Linked DNA regions of Bos taurus: region 2 is linked to region 1. The links are chromatin contacts, called in public Hi-C maps. All regions are on one chromosome and are shown on one strand. Each heading gives the region's core, a stretch centred on a gene start, on an enhancer-like site or on the middle of the called end of the contact. The rest is flanking DNA. Distances are from core to core; before and after follow the strand shown. Region 1 holds the start of GBF1 (golgi brefeldin A resistant guanine nucleotide exchange factor 1). Region 2 overlaps SUFU (SUFU negative regulator of hedgehog signaling).

Evidence for each region. Hi-C and Micro-C count contacts between places; a contact is called where the count stands out from the background.
Region 2: a Hi-C map of liver shows a contact between it and region 1, with 2.2 times the contacts expected there. The contact joins the enhancer-like site here to the promoter of GBF1 in region 1. A contact is called at or near these places in 2 of 11 Hi-C or Micro-C datasets (liver and skin fibroblasts).

The regions. Positions count from the first base shown.
Region 1 is chr26:22,887,616-22,891,028 of ARS-UCD2.0, forward strand. It overlaps GBF1 (golgi brefeldin A resistant guanine nucleotide exchange factor 1), which reads left to right and starts at 1,741. Exons shown (of 40, transcript NM_001081600.3): 1 at 1,741-1,997.
Region 2 is chr26:23,221,012-23,224,048 of ARS-UCD2.0, forward strand. SUFU (SUFU negative regulator of hedgehog signaling) reads left to right here. Exons shown (of 11, transcript NM_001098083.2): 7 at 2,276-2,432. Among named protein-coding and RNA genes, the nearest start is that of TRIM8, 43 kb to the right of the region's middle. Within about 2 kb of position 1,575, at least 22 of the 102 cell types and tissues checked have an H3K27ac peak or open chromatin away from gene starts, as enhancers often do. A contact at or near this core is called in liver, where this site is marked.

The sequences.
Region 1 (3,413 bases), core at 491-2,990:
TCCTATGGGGTTAGGAATGTAACTTCCTTAGACTTGCTGCTGCTGCTAAGTTGCTTCAGTCGTGTCTGACTCTGTGCAACCCCATAGATGGCAGCCCACCAGGCTCCCCCGTCCCTGGGATTCTCCAGGCAAGAACACTGGAGTGGGTTGCCATTTCCTTCTCCAATGCATGAAAGTGAAAAGTGAGAGGGAAGTCGCTCAGTCTTGTCTGACTCTTATTGACCCCATGGACTGCAGCCTACCAGGGTCCTCTGTCCATGGGATTTTCCAGGCAAGAGTACTGGAGTGGGGTGCCATTGCCTTCTCCGTCCTTAGATTTGAGTCATCCATAAGTGAGAGGAAATGGGGGAGAGAGCTGGATCTTTTTTTCATCTTTCTAGCAGTCTCTTCAGGTCTGTAGGGACACCTAGGCTTTATTCAAGCAGATAGGCTAGGAACTCCAACATTCAATCTGCAAGGAGAAAACTCATCCTTCTGTCCCCTTTCTACACAAACTACTAGGTCACTCTAAATATCCTAGCAACTTCTATCATCTCTTGCCAGGGGAGAGGCAACTAGGGGCATCTTGCTCTCAGATGTTTTATCATTTCTAAGGCTTCAGGAAAGCCTTCAGTTTCCTGTCACTGGTGATATGGACTAACCCGTGTGATTAGCTTTTTTCCGGATAGGTAAAGAATATCCAGGGACTTCCCAGGTGGTGTAATGGAAAGAATCTGCCTGCCAATGCAGGGGATGCAGGAGAGGCAGGCTCGATCCCTGGGATGGGAAGATCCCCTGGGGAAGGAAATGGGAACCCAGTATTCTTGCCTGTGAAATCCCACGGATAGGGGAGCCTGACGGGCTGCAATCCATGGGGTCACAAAGAGTCGATATGACCTAGAGACTGAGCAAAAGAAATCAAGGCTTAGGATGAGGGTCAGAGCTGAGTCACAGTCTAATAAACTAAAGTGTAAGAGGTATCGAGGGGCAGTGAAAAAAAGAACTGGACTAGAGGTGAGGACACTTAGGTTTGTCTCTGCTCTGTCATTAACTAGATATACAAACATGGGGGCTATCTTTCCATTCTGGGACTCAGTTTCCTGATCCATAAAATGAAAGGACTTGAATTAAATATCCAAGCCTGTTGTCACCTCCCATTGTCTATTTCAGGATGACAGGCATAAGGCACAAGACACAGAAACAAAGTTGAGATGGGACAGATTCATTATGAGAAGTCAAGCAAGCAGAAGGCACGGTGGGGGATGGGAGGTTGGAATAGATTGCTCCCTTGAGCTGCCTTGAAAGGAAACGATTCCTCAAGTTTATAGTATTGGCCCAGGTGACTTTAATAGGGAGAAGCGGCCGGTTTCGGCCTAGAGAGAATAGTGTCGGCCACTCAAGGCTCTCAAAACGGACTCCGCCCCCTTTCCAGCAAATCATAGCTTTCTTCCCCATAATGCCCAGCAGCCACTGCCAAACTGTGCACTGCAACCTAACTCTACCTAACTCCACCTCTCCAACTGCCAGCATAATTTCTGCTTTTTTACTGGTTCTAGGAACTGTCACTCAGAGAGTCCTCGTATCCGTTGGTTGTCCCCTGCCTATCTTTTTCTTTCCCTTGTAATCTCGCCTCTTTAGGCACTACCCGCCTCCCGACGCCAATTTCCTTCCTTCGATTGGGTAACCGAAATGCCATTTTTCACGATGCGAAGCTATGATTGGCTATGAGCGGCAGGGCTCGTGCAGATACCAGGCAGCGGGCTAGACTGAGGCTAGTTACCACGTCAGTGAGCTGACAGGGAAGGTAGCCGGCTCCACCGCCCGTTCTGGCCGACTCTTCCTGGCTAATTGGGTGGGCTTTGATTTCGGCCTCAACTCCCGGAAAGGGCTCCTTTCCTGCTCCTATCTGCCGCCAGAGCCGGGAGAGCCGCTCAGAGACGCCTTCGAGGCCCGGGCTGGACATGAACAGCCGCCGCCGGTCCTGGGACTAGGCCCCGCCATTTTGGATCCGCTGACAGGTCAGCGAAGTCTCTTATTAGAGTTCCAGTGTCGTGAAGGCCGCCCTGACATCACGAGAGGGAATAAGGAGAGGAGAGCCCTTAAACCGAATGAGCCGGGCGGGTTGGGTTAGGGACGCAGGGGCAAGAACGAGATGAGAGAGAGATTGTTGTGGGAGGGCACTGGGAGAGGTGCAGGGGGCAAAGGTCAGGCCTCTGCCGCCGGAGGGGCGACTTCAACTCTGCCTTTTGATCTCTTGCAAGTACCCGAATCCTTCTCCCTGTGTTTCCAGGCTTAGCCTATTTCCTGTCTTTTGGAGCTTCCCGCGTCTTCCTTCCAGTTTTCAGAAGCTGAAAGCAAACTTGCAGAGTATCATATCTACATTTCAGGGTTGATTTTTAGAGCTTGGATGAGAGTCTCACTGGATTTTGTGCAGCGCCCACTTCTGTGTGACTGCCTCTTTAACACAGCTGAACTGCTTCATTAATGATGGTGAACTAATCATCACTACTACTAGACCAGGTAGTGAGAAAGCTTGTGGAAGGACTGAGGCCAGCCTCCCGAGGACCTGTTTAAGAGAAGGCTTTCCTTTTATGGGGCTGCTCACCTGCCAGTCTGGGTCTGTGTGTAAACACTGGGCTTAATCTTCTGCGCCTCTTTCATCTTTTACAAATATTTTCTTCAGGTGTATATTTTTGGTTGCCATCTCTTCCCCAGGTCTTCTCTTCACTTGTCCTAAGGAGATGAAGTTTAATTTCAAGGAAGCCATTCTATTACAACATATTTGGAGGAGAGCAGAGAGGAATTTGAAAACCTGTGAAGTTGGTACTGTTGGCCTATTATTTTTAGTGGTAGGAAGAGTCATGAGAGATATTCAATCAGTTTAAAAGTGGTAGGGTCAGGACAGCAGAATGAATGATGGAACATAACCCCAAAGAGCGTAGTTTGTGGTGCTGTGATGACTTTGACAAACTGCTGTATTGTAAAGCTATAAGAGTCCCTCAGTGGTAAAGAATGCCTTTAAAAATAAGGAATAGGTATAGTGTCTTTTAATGCACGACATAGAACTTGGCATGCTTTTAAATCAGGTATACAAGGCACACCTCTGGACCCTGTGGAGGATACAAATGGAAAGGTCTGATTGGAGGTTGCTTTGCTGTGCTCAGTTTATGTGCTCTAAAAAGCAGTAGCAATATATGTGTACTGGCCTATACTGTGCATGTCAACCTAAGTGCCTTTTAGCCTGTAATGTACACTCAGTAAGTGTTATCCATACCTAGGATTAGAGTTAGTGTGTGATCCTGTGGCCTGGTTCTAACCCTGGCAGTCAGGCCTTTTGCATGGTGAGGTAGTAACAAGGAGAATCTAAACCTCATTATGTTAGAAGGGAAAACAATCTAGGTTCTAGAGTGACTAAACTGTGCCCTCCTGAAATT
Region 2 (3,037 bases), core at 325-2,824, 330 kb after region 1:
CCTTCTCTTTTGCCCTTGCCCTTTGCAAGTCATTGCCATCTCTGAACATTTTATGCCTCTGTAGAAATCTCACAGGCCACAGGCAGCCTGTGTTAGTGCCAAGAGTTGGTGTTCTTTAGGAAGGCTGGGAGGGGGTAGGGAGAGGTAGCAGGCAGACAGGCAGCCTGCGGTCCCTGGGCTCATTACTGCAGACCTGGGAGTTCTCGGGCAGAAGCCTACTCATTCACAGATGATGCTCCTCTATTTACCTATTTACCTTTTCGATCACTGCCAGGATCCTCTGTTATCTCTCCTTTAACTTGGTTTCCTAGTAGCTTCTGCTTATGCAAGAACTGGAACCACATGGCTGTGTTTCCCTAAGCCCTTGTTCTGCAGCCACACTGGGATCCAGCACAGGGCATCATGGGCTGTTGCTTTGGCCCCTGTCCTAAGTGCCAAGTGCTAAGAAAGCACCCAGTCTTTAAGCTACTAGGGTAAGCAGCCTGTCCTTGCTCTACATACCGAGAACAGTTCTCCTTTCTAGTCTTCAGGCATCCCTAAGGCCAGCCAGCAGGACCCAGAGCACTAGTGTTCTTTAAAAGCAAGCAAAGCACCTCGGTGTGCGCCCAGTGGGAGCTGCTCTGTGCTCACTTGTGTCTCTGGGGTCTACTTGCAGCTGGTTTGTTTTAGAGCTGCTCCTGGCCCTTTGCTCCACACTCTACCACTAGCCAGTTGTGTGCGGGAACAAGTCCTCAGACTCCTCGGCATCTTTACCCTTTCTTGTTTACTCATAAAGTAAGTGGGCTGAGCTCATTGAGCCAAGAGATGTCTTCAGCTTCTTGCTTAGATGAGGGGCCCCAAGGTGGCCAGTGGAGAAGGAAAAACATAGACTCTATCCTGAGCAAACCTGCACGCCCCTGCCTAGGGCACAGAGAGCCACTCCCTGTTGTCAACTCAGAATCCTCAGCTTTGCCTGGGCTGATGGGAGCCCTGGAGATGGGGAGAGGGGGGCTGATGGGAAGGAGGCATCAGGCCAGGGCCACCTGCTGACGGTGTCCAGAAACAAGGACCCTCTCTGTAGGCTTACCTTGTGCTTTCTGAACAGGCTCCCCAGCCAAGCAGCAGGCCAGTATGGGCCTGTGGAGCCATGGGGAGAAGGTCCCCAGACAGGGAGGAGCAGATTCTAATTGAGGTCCTGACTCAGGAGCTTTATTTGGCCCACATGACTGTTTATGAACGAGGTTGCAGGAGCCTCCCAGATGACCTTTCATCCAAAGCCCAACAGCACAACTGTATTTTACCGGAAATCCCAGGGTATTTGTGTTCACCTCTTCCTTGAGACCATTTGGAGAGTGTTTGGACTCCACAATATCAAGGCCTGTGCGAAGGCAGGACCTCTGGTGGAGCTTGCAGATGCTCACCGCCCTCCCGGCCTCCAGTTCAGTCTAAGAAATGGAAAAGAATCTCCATCCAGAATCGTTGGCCAAACAAGTCAGCAATGCTGCAGGGAAAGTCCTGCCCTTCTGCTCTCTGGGGCTCGTCACCGTGTGACCACACCCTCTGCTGTTGGAAGAAGAAACTGCAGGTGTGGAGCTGGAGAGGTGGAGCTGAGTCCCAGTCTCTCCCGCCTGTGGCTGGCTTCCACACTGGCCTCTGGAGCAGGGCCGGGTGATCAGTCAGCAGAGGAAGGACTGTGCCTTTCCTCCAGGAGGTAGTTCCTGGCCCTGCTACGTCAGCTCCATAGGCCAGCACAGGGTGGGCAGAGTCAGGGCTCTGAAACAGGTGTGAAGGTCACTATACTGGAAGTCTAATGAGTGAGGAGAAGCTTCCCTTGGGATTTTCATTCTTCCCAGCTCCCCTAACTCCTGGTTCTCCTGGAGGAGCCCAGTGGCTGGCAGAGACTGTCACTCGTTAGTAACCAGGGCAGAATAGAGTCAGGAATCCTGTTCTTCTGACACCTGTCCCGTGCTTAGCTCTTACTCATGCTCGTGCTGGGTCCCTAAGTCATGTCCAGCTCTTTGTGACCCCATGGACTGTAGCCCACCAGGCTCCTCTGTCCCTGGGATTCTCCAGGCAAGAATACTGGAGTGGGTTGCCATCTCCTTCTCCAAGGTATCTTCCCTACCGAGGGGTCGAGCCCACCTCTCCCACATTGGCAGGTAGATTCTTACTGCTGAGCCACCAAGGAAGCCCTTACCTCTTATTGAGGCTCAGTAAATATGGGCAAGCAAATATGGGTGGTGACCTTGGGCCACTGGTTGGCTGAAGGAACTCTGGCTCTTTGGTTCTTTCCAAGCAGGAGCGAGTTGACAAAGGCATCGAGACAGACGGCTCCAACCTGAGTGGTGTCAGTGCCAAGTGCGCCTGGGATGACCTGAGCCGGCCCCCCGAGGATGACGAGGACAGCCGGAGCATCTGCGTGGGCGCTCAGCCCCGGCGGCTCTCCGGCAAAGGTGGGGGCCTTGCCTTCCCCTTGCCCAGGCTGGGTTTTAGCATTTCTTGGCAGTATTTAAACCGCCAGTGAGATCTCCAGCAAGGTGGAATGGAGGGAGCTTTACTGACCCATTTCTCCTGGGTTTTGTGTGTATGTATTTCACATTGTACCTCCAGCAGGGACCATTGTGTTTTAGGTTTGCCCCTTGCAATCTGAGGTCGGGGAGGTGAGTGGAAGCCCTAGAACAGTTACAGGAAACGACCATAGTCCACCCAAGTGCAGGAGAACAAGCCCTGGCCACCCACAGAATTGACACAGGGCCCAGCTCTAGCCTGAAAGCCATGCCAAACCCGAGGATCATACTGGCCTCAGCTCTGCCCAGGCCTCTGATGGGAAAGGCCTGAGTATGAGACCAGTTTATAGACTCTACCCCCCGCCCACACACACACTGTCTTGCAGATACAAAGTAAGGGCAGGGGCAAGCACCCTTACCTCTGAACCTAGGCGGGTGGGCCTTGGAGAAGGAGGGTATGGCTCTCCTGTTGGAAGCTCAGCATGCTAGTCTTGGCTAGAGAAGCAGTCATGGTTTTAAAGAAAGGGCATCCCTAACTATCTTCAAAAGAA